Linked DNA regions of Mus musculus: all the other regions are linked to region 2. A link is a contact called in public HiCAR-type and promoter capture Hi-C data. All regions are on one chromosome and are shown on one strand. The core of a region is the stretch at or near the end of the contact, and the rest is flanking DNA. Distances in the headings are between cores, read along the strand shown.

Region 1 (3,327 bases), core at 211-2,710, 1.5 Mb before region 2:
AAGCACTGGCTTATGAACAGGGACAAGAACCAATTGTTGAGAAAGCAAAACCCACAAAATCAACCTTGACAGGATGTCTTCTGGGCACCTAGATCAGCTTGAGCAAAGCCATGATATCCCTAATCACACATCTCTCTCTCAAACTTTTTTTTTTTAATTTGACATTTTAAACATCAAACAAAAATTTAATTTTCATTCTTTAAAGGTAGAAAGAGGCTGTTGCAGTCATGTGCTCCTGACACTACAGAGACTTGGAAGTGGGGCTGTCGGAAGAGCTGAAGACCAGTCTGGGCAACATAAAACATATCCTCTCTCCAAGAAACCTTACAAAAGTTGGCACTTTGGGGGAAATCTTCAGATGTGTCACTGGAGCATGCTCATAGTAGTTTTCCCATCTTCAAACACCCCTTCCCCTCTGCGTGGGAACTGAACCCAAAGATTGAAAAGTACCCTATCACTGAACTAAGTCACAGATGTCTTTTAAAAAAATATTCTATGAATGAGTCTTATTGAGTTGCTGATGATGGCCATCAATTTATAATCCTTCTGCTCCTGTGTATCTGGAATCTCAAGCTGGGCTGAAGTTTATATTGGTATGGAGAAAATATCTGAAGGAGAAGGAAATAGCTGAAGTTATTCCCGGGCTTGGGACTGTCAAACAGGGTCGATGACTAAATAACAGGCTCTCAGTCTTTGTTACTAAACTGAGAGAAACTCTGGTTCTCTTAGAGGAGTATTTTGCAACTTTCCTAATGCTGCAACTCTTTAGAAAACTTTCTCGTGTTGTATTGACCGCAACCATAAAACTGTGGTCTTTGCTTCCTCTTAACTATATTTTTCTACAGTTTTGAATCATAATATGAATGTATGACATGCGAGATATCTAAAGTGAAACTCCCGTGAAAAGGTCATTCAAACGGGTCTGATCCGGTAAAGAACCACAGCCCTAGAGTATGCGGAAGTACCACTTTATCACACAAAAACGCAGTAAAAAGCAGAGGCTCTGATCCAGCTTTGCTGCCTGGAAAAAGAATGACTGTCATAGACAACAAAGTTCTGGATCTCGTCGACAAGGTACGATTCAAAATTACAGATTGTGAATCGGAAGGGGGAGACTAAATCTGGACAACAGGCATCTTTAAAGTAGTTTTTTGTTGTTGTTGTTGTTGAGGAGGCACCTCCCTCAAGCTCCCCCATTTGCATTTTCAGCCAGAGGCCGGCAGCCCGTCCCCCTTTCCCTCCCCCGCTTTTACAGGATAAACTCACCCAAACAAAAGCAATGTTCTCCTTTCAAAGTCTTCAAAAATCTGCCCCCTAAAATTGCTCAGCCCTTTATCAGACGCCAGAAAGTTGTAAACCAGGGAGAATTAACTCACCAATCCAGAACTTCAAGGTATTTCCGGCTAAAATCTAGAGAAAGGAAAGTTTGAGCTCTGGAAATGAAACAGAAACCACAACTCTACAGACCAATGAGATGCCTTTGCATAAGCCTGCAGAACCCCACTGACTGAGGAAGTTACCCTCATATCAGCATTGGCTGGCTCTGGAAACTGGGGAGGAGTTATGTGCAGAGCCAGGCAGAAACACCTCACCACCCTCACAGCAGAGAGTAATGAGCTGTAGAGGGCTCACCAGCTGCCCCATGGTCTCCTCCAGATTATGTATTATGTGGCTGAACGAACAGACTTAGTCCTTTTCCAGTGCTGATATGATCCACCCATTCATTTCCTCCCTTTTAGGAGTCCCTCACCAGAATGTCTTGGAGGTTCCTATTTGGCTTAGAGGTGTATTGAACACCTATATAGTGACTCAGCACTAACGGATTAGAAGGGGGAAATCTGTAGAGCTGGGAATGAGGTTCTGTTGACATAGTGCTTGCCTATCAAGCATGAAGCACTGGGATGGTCCTCAGAAGTGTACAAAACCAGCTGTGGTGGCCCCTGTGGTCTATCTTCTTTACTCTTCTACTGCTCTGATAAATACCATGACTAGGACAAGTTACAAGTAGAGTGTTTAATTTGGCACTCACAGTTCCTATGGGTTAGAGTTCATGACCACCACAGTGGAGAGCCTGATAACAGGCAGGGAGACATGGTGCTGGAGCAGAAAGTGAGAAGTCACAACTGGAGACACAATCTTGACAGAAACCTGAGGCAGAGAGAGAATGGTGTTGGTGGTCAGAATCTATTGAATCTTGAAAGCTTACACCCATGCCATACCTTCTTCAAGAATGCCACACTCCTAATCTTTCCTGAACAGTGTCCTGATAGCTGAGAACCAAGTATTCAAAAGATCTTAGGCTTTGGGGCCATTGTTATTCAAACCGGCACAGGATGCCACTGCCTTGCAGCTGGCTGCATGAGGATCAGGAGGTCAAAGCCATCCTCAGCCATGGTGACTGACATCAGCATGGCATGGGAAACACCTGAAGCTTTCCAAAGAGAAAAGGAAGGGAGAAAGAAAGAGAAGAATAAATAAATAAATCACAAATTAATTAAAGAAAGTCAGTTGTGTGAGTGAATGTTGGAGAAGCCACCATCACCTGTCTCATCCCCTTTCCTGTTTGCCTCTCTAATTATTTCCCTACAGTCTCTGTCTTCTGAAATATGGAATGATGAGTGACAGCAGACATAACTCTGTAGTTTGAATTTATTTCACATACTTACAACTGTCTTATACTCTTCTTCCTTTCTGATAGCCTGACCCTAAATGAGCTCTAGCTCCCTTAGCCTCCCCGGTGCTGGGATCATGAACTTTTGCTGTTGTTGTTCAGTTTTGCTTTTGACTTCAGTGATTGAACCACGGTCCTTGTGGATGCTGGGCTAGTGCTCTATCCATAGCTATACACTTACCTAAATTTCATATCTTGATGAGGTCATAAGTCTCACTGTTGTTCTTGCTGTGGACACAATTGCTTACAAATAATGCTTTGATGTTCCCATTCCTCTGAAATGTTAATAGTTATGAAAAACCCTTTACCTTTTTTTTTTTTTTTTTTTGGAGGCAGATATTTACTCTATATTCAAGCCTGGGCTAGAAATCACTAAGTGTTTAGAGTGTTTAGGATAGTTTCTAATTCCTTGGAATACTAATTTGTCAAACTCTTGAGTTCAGGGACGAGAGGCAGGAGCTACCATGTCTCTGTCTTTTCTACATTTTACTTAAGGCTTTCTCTGTTTCTTCCTAAAGTCTGTCTGGGAATTAAAACTATTAAATACCCAGACTATGATCTAACTCTGCATGAATGTTCTCTCTAGGCAGAATTCCACTCTCAACTCTGCAAAGATTAGACTTTACATTTAGTCTGCCATTACCCTCTGACCTCAG
Region 2 (3,230 bases), core at 140-2,639:
TTTTATCTTCTGTGCAAAGAGGATCGTGTGAGTCAGCAGGGAGGTCTGGGTCTCATTATGAGGGGGCTTTACAATGCTACTTCCAGGCCTCACACACTACACGAGCTCCAAGACCCACGAACACGGGCACCACACCTATGCACCACTCTCCAGCTCCAGTTAAGTCTTTGGTGTTTGAACTGTACAGGAGCTGTGGAGGCTTGCGTCCTGGTTATGGTGCAGGTCCTGCTGCAGTCCCAGGAGCAGCTGGTTTAGGAGAGTAAGGTTGCTGTCTCTGTGAGGCAGAGGCAGGGGAGGGAGGTAGTTCCCTTTATATTCTATCACCGCCATCTTGGCCCGATCTTGCTCCTTCCGATTCGGGATCTGTAGCATTCTTGTGTAGTTCCCATTCTGACCTTGGAACCGAGGCGCTAGCACTTTAAACAGCTTTGGGATCAAGTCCTTCTCCTAGATGGGGAGAGTTAATCAGAAAAAATAGTCACAACTGTAGAGGCATTTAACTATAGATTATTCCCAGAGGTAGGGTTCAAAACCATCTTCACAGGCTTTCCCACCACCCATTCAGGTACCAAGTTACACAGAAACACTTACAGGAAGTTATGCGGATGCTCATTTTACCCAAGTCAAATAAGAGAAATACGTGTCTAAGGTAGTTCGCAAGTCTGGTACATAAAAGAATGCCCTGCCTTCAATCTGCCAGGTACCCGGTTCTCTAAGGATTCCTTCCTCACTAGCAGGTAGGGAGCACTCACTGTGAGCCAGAAGTCAGCCATACGCATGGCTCGTTCGTTGGTGTCGCCCAGCTTTCCATAATCGATGAGCTGTGAGGACAAAACACATGGATGCAAGACGAGTCAAGAACCGAGGCGCCCACCTTACTCTTCTGTCTTACCTTCATCCAACCATCCCACCAGCTAAGCTAATTCTGGGCGCTCCTTCCTTCGGAGCCCCAACCAGCCTTCCATTTGCTGCGCAGGAGTGACGCGTTCAGCTGAGTGCCACACGGGAATTCGCTACCGTGGAAAGTTCTCCCAGCGTGGCCCTACTCCCCACACACGGCCAGAGCGGCGGTCTGAGGCTGGACCCGGCGGTGAATAGCTTGGCTCTCACCTTCTCCGCGTAGCCCCTCATCTCGTCCGCGCGTGCCCATGTCGCCTCGATGCGTTCGTGGCGAACTAGGCCCGTGAGCAAGTTCCGCAGCAGATGGATGCGGGACTCCGGACCCAGGCCCAGGCGGCGGTAGACGCGGCCGTGGGAGATAGCGGCAGCCAGCGACAACCTCATGCTCTCACCTCAGCCCCTCCTCTCGGGGGCCCGGAAAGGGAAACTCCGAGCTGTGTGTGCGCGCGCGGGGAGAGGGGGAGCAGAGGGGCGGAGGCACGTCTCAGAGGACGCATGCGCAGTAACTCGGCGCGTGGCTACCGCGTTTGCGCGTGCGCATCAGAGCCTGCCTAGCTGGCAGTCTGAGGGAGGGCGGCCCGACGTGTTGACGTTTCTGGAGCGACGAGCTGGGCGGGCCTCAAGGTCTGCGGTGCTCTGTGGCGAACTGGGATCTCGGCGCCCCCTGCCGGGTTTCTCTTGCACTGCGTCGGCTGGCTGGGGCGTTCTTGGAGGAGGCGCCTTCCGGGCGGAGCATGCCGGGAAAGTGAGTACCTGAGGAGAACTGCGTCAGAGGGGTGGGCCTGTGGTGGAATGTGGCGCTCTTGCCTGAGGAGTTGCAGTCCTGGCTGGTTTTGTGACGATGCCAGTTTAAACCCAGTCTTTATTAGTGATAGTGAGATAAATTATGTCCAGGAAAGCTGCAGGTATTATGTTCTTTTATTGACATAAATAAAAACCTAAGTTAGCACTAAAAGCTAAAGTAATGGACAAATACCTGACATTTAAAAAAAAAAAATTATTCTTTTCTCATACAATATACCCAGACTGCAGCCTCCTCTCCCATCACTCCTCCCAGCCCCCACTCTCCTTTCTCCCCTTTCTCCCCCTAGAAAAGAGCAGACCTCCTAGGGACATCAACCAAAGCACAATAAAACCAGGCACAAGGGGGTGGGGCAAAAAACAAACAAACAACAACAACAACCAACAAAAAAACAAAAACCAGGCACAAACCCTAACATCAAGTGTGGACAAGGAAACTCACTAGGAGGAAAAGAGTCCCAAGAGCAGGCAAAAAAGTCAGAGACATCCCATCTCCCACTATTAGGAGTCCTCCCAAAAAACCAAGCCAACAAACTATAACACATTTGCAGACAACCTAGGGCAGAACCTTGAGGGCTCCATGATTGCCCCTTCTTTGAGCTTCCATAAGCCCTGCTCAGTTGATTCTACAGGCTGTCCTCACCTGTGTTCGACCCCTCTGGCTCCCACAATTATTCTTCCTTGTCTTCTGCTGGGTTTCCCGAGCTCCAAGGGGCGGGACCTTATGTAGGCCTCCAACCCAGGTTCTTTCTCCTCTTAATGTTTGTCAGTGGGCCTCTACATCTCCCATCAGCTGCAAGAGGCAGCCTCTCTGATGACGACTGAGTTAGGCACCAATCTATGAATCTAGCAGAATATCACTAGGAACCATCTCATTGAATTTTTTTTATTTATTTTCGGCACTACAGTTTGGTTCTTCCCTAGGTCTCTGGGTGGATGAATACTTTTTCTTAAAAAAAAAGTTCTGTGTGTTTGTGTGTGTGTGTGTTCCCTTCCATTGCTCAGCATCCTTATGGCTCTTTGAAAACAGTTTTCTGGGAGGAATTGGGTGAAAATATAGTCTAGCTCTAGTATTTAACAAAATGATGATCATATTAGGGCTTATTTAAAATGAATTCATCACAGTTGGAGTTACTAGGACAGAACAAATAACACATTTCAAATGGAAAAGGAGTAATTTTTAAAATAGTTTCATTTTAGAAAAATAAGTTTATGATCATATACAATATGAAGAAGTTGAGGTGGCTCAGCGCTAAAGAGGGACCCAGAGTTTGATGGAATCAACCTAACCCTTCAGATGGTGTTTCACTCTGGAAATAGTGATGAGCAGTTTCCAACTTGGCTTACATTCTTCTTGGTGTTCTGTCCCCTCCCTGCTTCATTTCCTTGTATTCTTAGCGAGGTGAACTGCCTGTTGCTGAAATTATAAAGTCCTTCAAGGTCAGAGAGGAACTGATTCATGCATTTGGCCTTCTTTCCTCTTTCCTCTTGCCTCTGCCATCAAGCCCGCTGCACTCTGTTTTTTTTTT
Region 3 (3,508 bases), core at 753-3,252, 1.4 Mb after region 2:
TAGCATAATTTCACACTATTCCAAAATTAATTCTAAGGGGAAAGTAAGCCTTAATAAATATTATTCTTTCAGCTCCATATTTTTACTGCAGCACATTAATGGTGTGTGTGTGTGTGTGTGTGTGTGTGTGTGTGTGTGTGTGTGTGTGTGTGTGTGTGAGTGTTCACAAGTTCTTATCACTGGGTTGATTAAGTGATCAGCTCTCACACTAAAGTTACCTAGGTCCCCACCATCATTTACGTGATTTATTTACACATCATTTACTGTGAAGAGGCACAATAACCAAGGCAATTTGTAGAAGAAAGCATTTTACTGGGATTTGATTACAGCTTCCAAAGGTTAGTTCATTATCATCGAGGTGAAGAGTGTGGCAGGCAGGCATGCATGGCACGAGAGTAATAAGTGACAGTTACATTCTGATCCTTGTCAAAGATGGGGGTGTAGGGAAGATGACAGAGAGAGAAAGACACTGGGCCTGGCATGGGTTTTTGAAACCTTAAAGCACACACCCAGTGACACAACTGTTCCAACAAGATCACACCTCCCAATCCTTCTCAACCGTTCCACTCCCTGGTGAGTAAGCATTCAACTATTATTCTATAGGGCCATTCTCATTCAAACCATCGCGTCATCCTTGGGCACCAAGTATGTCCTAGAAATAACAAAAGGCATTCTTTCCCAGAAATGCTAAGGGTTTTAGGAAGCCCTATACCAAGAAGCCTAGACAAAGACTGTGTTATATGTCTGTAGCTTGTATGAAGGTGTTAACAGTGCAAAATGGAATTAAATGGAATCCAAATGTATTTTGGGGTCAGGTTTCCTAAATGATTTGGTTAGGAAGGAGGCACTCTCCAGAGTGGTGGATGTTCCAATGTTCACCAAAGAGAGGGAGAAAGGATGCAAAAGAACTATATAAGAAATATTTTAAAAATATCACACTAGTCACATAGATAAATCACAAAATATGCTGGGTGAATCAGCAAAATCACAAGAGTTCATTGTGATTACAGAAGTAAATGTATATAAAGCCAAAGAACAGGAAAATTCCACTTGTGGTAGATGAGAAAACAGTGAGCCCAATTGTGAGGAAAGCAGGCACTGTTCTGATGGAAATACAATGGGAGAGTTCCAGTGAGGGGACTGGTAGGCATCTTGACGTGTGGGGGTCATGGTTACATGGATACACACACCCGTGAAAGATTAGGCATCAAACTAAGCACATTTATAAACTTAGAGAACATTAGAGAAAATGGAATAAGAAACTTCTTCCACAGCTGAGGAAAAATATGACAAACCATTTTATAAGAGAAGTTTTAAAAAGGAGGAGAAATAGACAAGATAATCATGGTTAGGATTAAACCTTACAAACTGGCAGGAAGAAATGTGAAAACCATTTTCGTGTACACATATGAGACCAAACGGACAAAGGTTTAAGTAAATAATAATAATAATAATAATAATAATAATAATAATAATAATAATAAGTAAATCCATCTATTCCACTGTTGATTCCCCTTCCAACACCTTCTTCCCTTCAGGGGAAAAAATAAACCCCGCATCTCATGACTAAGCTTTATATACAAACTCCGTTCTAAATCTTTTAAACGACTCCTAATTTCATTTTCCAGGGGGTTGTTTGTTTGTTTGTTTGTTTGTTTTAAACTCGTGTGGGTAACTAGGTTTGGAATGCTTTGGGATTCTTCTCATTAAGAGCAATGGAACTTTCTTTCTTCTTCGCCTAACGGCTTTTGAATTCAGCCGCGCTTCTGGGACGGGGCCCACACGTGAAGCCAGGGCCAGCAGAGTGAGCCGGGAGAGCCCACCGAAGCCACAAACCAGTTTCCGCCTCCCCGAGACACTCGCTTGAGGTGCGGACCTGCCGACCAATCACAGGCAGGAGTCGCCCGTGGCTCAGGGGCCGCCGGGCCCTGCCTTCCGCCCTCCCGCCTACGCACAGCGCTCCCCGACCGGTAGGAGGCGGTCTGGACCAGCCGAGGAGCTCAGTGTCGCGCCGTCTCTCGGCTCTTCACCACCTCAATCGCCGCTGCTGCCGTCGCTGCTGCCGACATGGTTGAAGCCGACCGTCCAGGGAAGCTCTTCATCGGCGGTCTCAACCTCGAGACCGACGAGAAGGGCCTCGAAACCGCTTTCGGCAAGTATGGCCGCATCATCGAGGTGCTCCTGATGAAGGACCGGGAAACCTCCAAGTCCAGAGGCTTCGCCTTCGTCACCTTCGAGAACCCCGCGGACGCCAAGGCCGCAGCCCGAGACATGAACGGCAAGTCCCTGGATGGTAAGGCCATCAAAGTGGCCCAAGCCACCAAGCCGGTGTTCGAGAGCGGCCGGCGCGGGCCCCCTCCTCCCCGAAGCCGCGGCCGCCCGAGGGGCCTGCGCGGGACCCGTGGCGGCGGCCCGAGGCGCCCTCCCTCCCGGGGCGGGTCGGCCGACGAAGGCGGCTACACGGGGGATTTCGACCTGCGGCCTTCGCGGGCCCCCATGCCACTGAAGCGCGGGCCGCCGCCGCGCCGGGCCGGGCCTCCGCCCAAAAGAGCAGCGCCGTCGGGCCCCGCGCGCAGCGGCGCGGGAATTCGCGGGCGGGCGGCGGGCTCCCGGGGACGAGACGGCTACGGGGGCCCGCCGCGCCGGGAGCTGCCACCGCCGCGCCGCGACCCGTACCTGGGCCCGCGCGACGAGGGCTACTCGCCCCGGGAGAGCTATTCGAGCCGCGACTACCCGAGCGCCCGGGACCCGCGCGACTTCGCGCCCTCGCCCCGCGACTACACCTACCGCGACTATGGCCACTCGAGCGCGCGAGACGAATGCCCTTCCCGGGGCTACTGTGAGCGCGACGGCTACGGCGGCCGCGAGCGCGACTACGAGCATCCTAGCGGAGGCTCCTACCGCGACCCCTTCGACAGCTACGGGGACCCGCGTGGCGCCGGTCCTGCCCGAGGGCCACCGCCATCTTACGGCGGGGGCCGCTATGACGAGTACCGAGGCTGCTCGCCCGACGGCTATGGCGGCCGCGACAGCTACCGCAGCGAGCGCTACTCGAGTGGCCGTGAGCGCGTGGGTAGGCCGGAGCGCGGGCTGCCGCCGTCTGTAGAACGAAACTGCCCGGCGCCGCGGGATTCCTACAGCCGCTCGGGCCGCCGGGCGCCCCCGAGGGGCGGAGGCCGCGTGGGAAGCCGCCTGGAGCGAGGGGGAGGCCGGAGCAGGTACTGAGCCCGCTGGCCTCAGGACTGGCATCGGAAGTCTAGAAAAAGAAGAATCAGTTTCCTGGTAACTCATCCAAGGACTAGTCCTAAGAAGAGTTGTTTTTCTTATTTTTACCGTTTTAAGATTTTTTTCCCCCCTTGTTAACTTCCTCTGCAATTTTATGCATTTGAGAGGCAAAAAAAAAGTTAAAACTCGTTTAATTTCATTTTGGAATTGTTAAACGTTTCAACAAGCTCGTGTTAAAAGTATGACTTGAACCTGCTGCGTAGTAGTCTTCCTTCTCGTTCAA
Region 4 (3,677 bases), core at 1,167-3,666, 1.6 Mb after region 2:
TCTGTACATTGCCTTCTAATTCTTCTAATTGCTACTTTTCATCCTCTTGTTGAGTTATCTTTAAAGGCTGGAGTTATCTCCTAGCCACCTCTCCTGGGAGTAACCTTCCATGTGGCAACTCACTTTCTCTTTCCCATTAATGACCACAGACCCCTGTCATGCAGCTCTAGGCTAACATCTATGTGCCACTAGAGACCCACATATGTCCCAGGTATGCTTTTGAATCTGGGGAGATTTCAGAGGGTTTTTTATGTTGTGGTTTGTTTTTCTGTTTTATTTTAGGGTGCAAATTGTTTTTCATGTTTTATATTTTGAGTCTTACTGTGTATCTCTGGCTAGCTTGAAACTTGCTATGAAGACCTGGCTGGCTTTGAACTTGAATGAATTCTTCTGCCTCTACTTTTCTGAGGACTGAGATTACAAGTTTGGGCTACCAAACCCAGCACCCCTCTTCACATGTTGCTACTTTTCTTTCTTTCAGATTCTATCCATTACAGTCTTCCTAATATTTAAAATGCCTTTCAAATTTGACTGTTTCCCAAGTCAGCATTTGCTTCTGTCTGGTCTAGGCTATCACCAGATTTTAATCTCTTCCAGTTATTACTAACGGAATTCACAGCTTTCAGCTTTCTGACATCATCTCATAAGAGTTACACTGCTATTGGTTTGAACAAGCACTTCCCCTCTTCATACACCATCCTTCTCTGCGTCATGGCCATTGGTGGTCCCCCCTCCACCCTCCCCCCCTTTGGAAGAGCACCTGCTCAGTCTCCTGGACTGGCTCGTTCTCAGCTGGTTCCCTCCTTCACAGTGTGCTGTGTTTGTCTTAGGTGTTTTTGTTTGTTTGTTTGAGGCATGTGTTGCCCAGACTACTTCAGAATGTAGCCAAGGATGACCTTGAACCTCAGAGCACTCGGATTGCAGGCTTATGCCACTATACTGGGTTTGTTTGTTTCTAGATGAAATCCAGAGCCTTGAGTATGGTAGATAAGCAACTCTTCCAATTAATCTGCACCCCAGCCCTGGGCCTTAGTTTTAAAGGAAAAAGTTTAGGAAGTGGGGAAAAAAAAAAAAAACCAAACAAACTAAAAATAGAAACCCAAAATAGACTCTACGTGCCTTTCCACAGCTATCTGGATTTACCTTTATAACTACAGCTGCCCATTCTCTATTACTCTAATATAAACTCCACCAAACCCAGCACTGCTCACCACACAACTTCAAGTTTTGTCTGTTGAGCAAATATTCCTTATTTGCAATATGATTCTTAGACAGCACATCCTTATGGGTAAGAGTCCTAGCTAATTGTTCTAGAATGAAGTTTGACATTAGGATTACATAAATATGTAAGAGAATCAGGGAGAAAGAAAAAGAGGAGCGGGTGGATGAGAGGCAGGGAGAGAGAGGGTGGGGGAGAAGTCTCTTATGAACTTAGGCAAGTACCACCTCTCTTGAGTCTGTTGTTTTAGTGGCAGCGTGGAGATCACACACACACACACACACACACACACACACACACACACACACACACGTTTAAGGCTCTCTATCTAGAGAATTAAATGAAACTATACAAAAGGCTGTGGCACAGTGCCTTGGGCACACAAACAAGCTAAATAATTTGTGGTTATTTCTGGGCTGAGTGCCTAAAAAAATGAAGAGATGGGTAGATGAGAGGTGACTGAGGTCTTTCCAAACATCCACAAATTCTGGATCCTCTGTCTCCTGTGCCAGGGAAATGCTGGCAACCTTCGCATTTCCAATCAGCTTCTTAGAAAACCAATCAGGACCTGCAAAGCTCCAGGTGAGCCTCAGCGTCTTTCCGGAGGGCCATACATCTGTCCTCATTTCTTATCTGAGCCTCCACCTTCTCCAAATCACCATCACGCTGTGCATCCATTCTTTGTTGGAAAATCTTGGCTCTAAACCCCGCATTTGGGCGCGTGACACCCCTGGGCCCGCGGTTTCTGCTCAGACCGCGCTTTCCAAGTTTAAAGAAGGTACTGAGATCTCGGCAGGTGTAGTCTACCCTCCAGCCTTCGCTCCATACAACCGAGAACGTGCTTTGGACCCACGCGTGGCTCCAGAGCCCTGAGGGATGCTAGGTTTGCATCTGGGCGGAGAAATGGGGTGCCAAGAGCGTCTAGCACGCGCACCAGCTCGTACTTCCTGATCCTGGGCGCGGCCGCTCACAGCGCAGGGTCCGGAGCGGAATCAGGCGCTTCTCCTGCAGTGGGCGAGCGCCCCCGTCCCGGGTCCCTACCTGGCGCGCCTGCTCTGCGGCGGCCGCGGCAAACCCCCGCCCGCGGCGCGCACCCCTGACCCGGCCCCGCCCCCGGCGGCCGCGAGTAGCGGGCGGAGCGCGGAGAGGCGCGCTGGGCTGTGCGGCGCCGCCTCCCCTCCGCGCCGAGGGAGGGACGAGGGGCCGCGCGGGAGACGGAGAAAGCCCGAGCGAGCGGCTCTCCGAGAGCTGCATGCAACCGGTGGGAGGCCGACCCGGCTGGCGCTGCGGCTCGGGTGGGGAGCGCGGACCGGCCGGTGGCGGCGGCGGCGGCGGCAGCTCTGAGCTGGCAGGCGGAGGGCTTTCTCCCGCGCCCGCCTGCCCGGCGCGGTCCGAGGATGCGGGGGGGCGATGCCCGGGGCCAGGGACGCGCTCTGTCACCAGGCGCTGCAGCTGCTGGCCGAGCTCTGTGCCCGAGGGGCCCTGGAGCACGACAGCTGCCAAGATTTCATCTACCACCTGCGGGACCGTGCCAGACCCCGGCTCCGCGACCCAGGTAAGCGCGGCCGCCGCCGCTGGCGGGCGCGACTCGAGGGCCCTGAAATGGGGACTTGGGGACCTAGCCAGGGCCTGAGGCAGGAGAGCGACGCAGACTGGAGGAGGGCAATGGGTGACCATTGAGCCCAAGTAGGTCTCCACAACCAGCGCACCACGGCCTGATGCTGGAACCCGGCGAACTCGGGCGGAGGCTGCCGCGCGGAGGCCGAGCCAGGGTGGGCTGGGGCAGGCTTGGAGGAACCACGCCCGCCACCTGCGCTGGGCTCCTGGGGGCGGCTCCTGAGCTCGGGGCTGCGCCCGCCACTTCACTCGCGAGCGCCCGGGAGCCAGGCGAGGCCACGGAGGCCTCGGAGCTGGGAGTGGGATCTGAGAGCCAAGGAAACTCTGTGAAGTTGGGAGTTTGGCACAGCCGGGCTGATTTCCACCCGAAGCTGCTCAACCTGAGTGCCCAGTTTCCCCCCAGGCTCTACTGTGGAAAGGACCAGACAAGATCTTGTCTGGGGCCGGGCCCCAGAGTCACACGACTAGAGCGGCTGGGCCTGAACCCTCTCCTTTCATGTCTCAAGGTGCTTAGGCAATGAGGCCTTGGCTCCCAGTTTGTCTCGCAGTGATAGCTTGGCACACTAGAGTGGTGGGCTTGCTGCAGCTGGCAGTTGTCCTAGTGAAAGTTGTGAGGCTCCTAACTTTGTAAAGTTCGCTTACTTTGGCATCTGACCAATTAAGGTCAGAGGAAGGTGTTTTATTTGAGCAGTTTGCAAGTCCTACTGTTTTCTTACTCATCATTGGGCACTGGAAAGATGCATTCATTCCTTTTGGATATTTCCTGAGCATCTTCTAGGCTGGAGGACTCATAATCTCGAATATTTTTCCAGTCTAAGTGTTTTAAATGTTAAAAGGCAAA

The links. Promoter capture Hi-C pulls out the DNA fragments that hold promoters and counts their contacts. HiCAR-type assays count read pairs that join an accessible place to other places.
Region 1: a contact with region 2 is called in a promoter capture Hi-C map of pre-B cells, with 7 times the contacts expected there. The contact joins the promoter of Trim12a here to the promoter of Mrpl17 in region 2. A contact is called at or near these places in 2 of 39 promoter capture datasets (liver and pre-B cells).
Region 3: a contact with region 2 is called in a HiCAR-type map of embryonic stem cells, with 6 times the contacts expected there. The contact joins the promoter of Rbmxl2 here to the promoter of Mrpl17 in region 2. A contact is called at or near these places in 7 of 39 promoter capture datasets (cranial neural crest, embryonic stem cells, hippocampal neurons and 2 more), 4 of 115 datasets of contacts at active chromatin or transcription factors (embryonic stem cells and stem cell-derived neural progenitor cells) and 1 of 9 other capture datasets (embryonic stem cells).
Region 4: a contact with region 2 is called in a promoter capture Hi-C map of stem cell-derived epiblast-like cells, with 3 times the contacts expected there. The contact joins the promoter of Syt9 here to the promoter of Mrpl17 in region 2. A contact is called at or near these places in 4 of 39 promoter capture datasets (cranial neural crest, hippocampal neurons, liver and 1 more).

Annotation. Positions count from the first base shown.
Region 1 is chr7:104,314,035-104,317,361 of GRCm38.p6, forward strand. Trim12a (tripartite motif-containing 12A) reads right to left here and starts at 1,461. Exons shown (of 8, transcript NM_023835.2): 1 at 1,377-1,461. Gm15133 (predicted gene 15133) reads left to right here and starts at 997. Exons shown (of 7, transcript NR_040749.1): 1 at 997-1,074; 2 at 3,262-3,327.
Region 2 is chr7:105,809,698-105,812,927 of GRCm38.p6, forward strand. It overlaps Mrpl17 (mitochondrial ribosomal protein L17), which reads right to left and starts at 1,390. Exons shown (of 3, transcript NM_025301.2): 1 at 1,111-1,390; 2 at 753-821; 3 at 1-447. The coding sequence starts at 1,284. The coding sequence ends at 160.
Region 3 is chr7:107,207,443-107,210,950 of GRCm38.p6, forward strand. It overlaps Rbmxl2 (RNA binding motif protein, X-linked-like 2), which reads left to right and starts at 2,003. Exons shown (of 1, transcript NM_029660.2): 1 at 2,003-3,474. The coding sequence starts at 2,068. The coding sequence ends at 3,225.
Region 4 is chr7:107,368,374-107,372,050 of GRCm38.p6, forward strand. Syt9 (synaptotagmin IX) reads left to right here and starts at 2,417. Exons shown (of 7, transcript NM_021889.4): 1 at 2,417-2,774. The coding sequence starts at 2,630.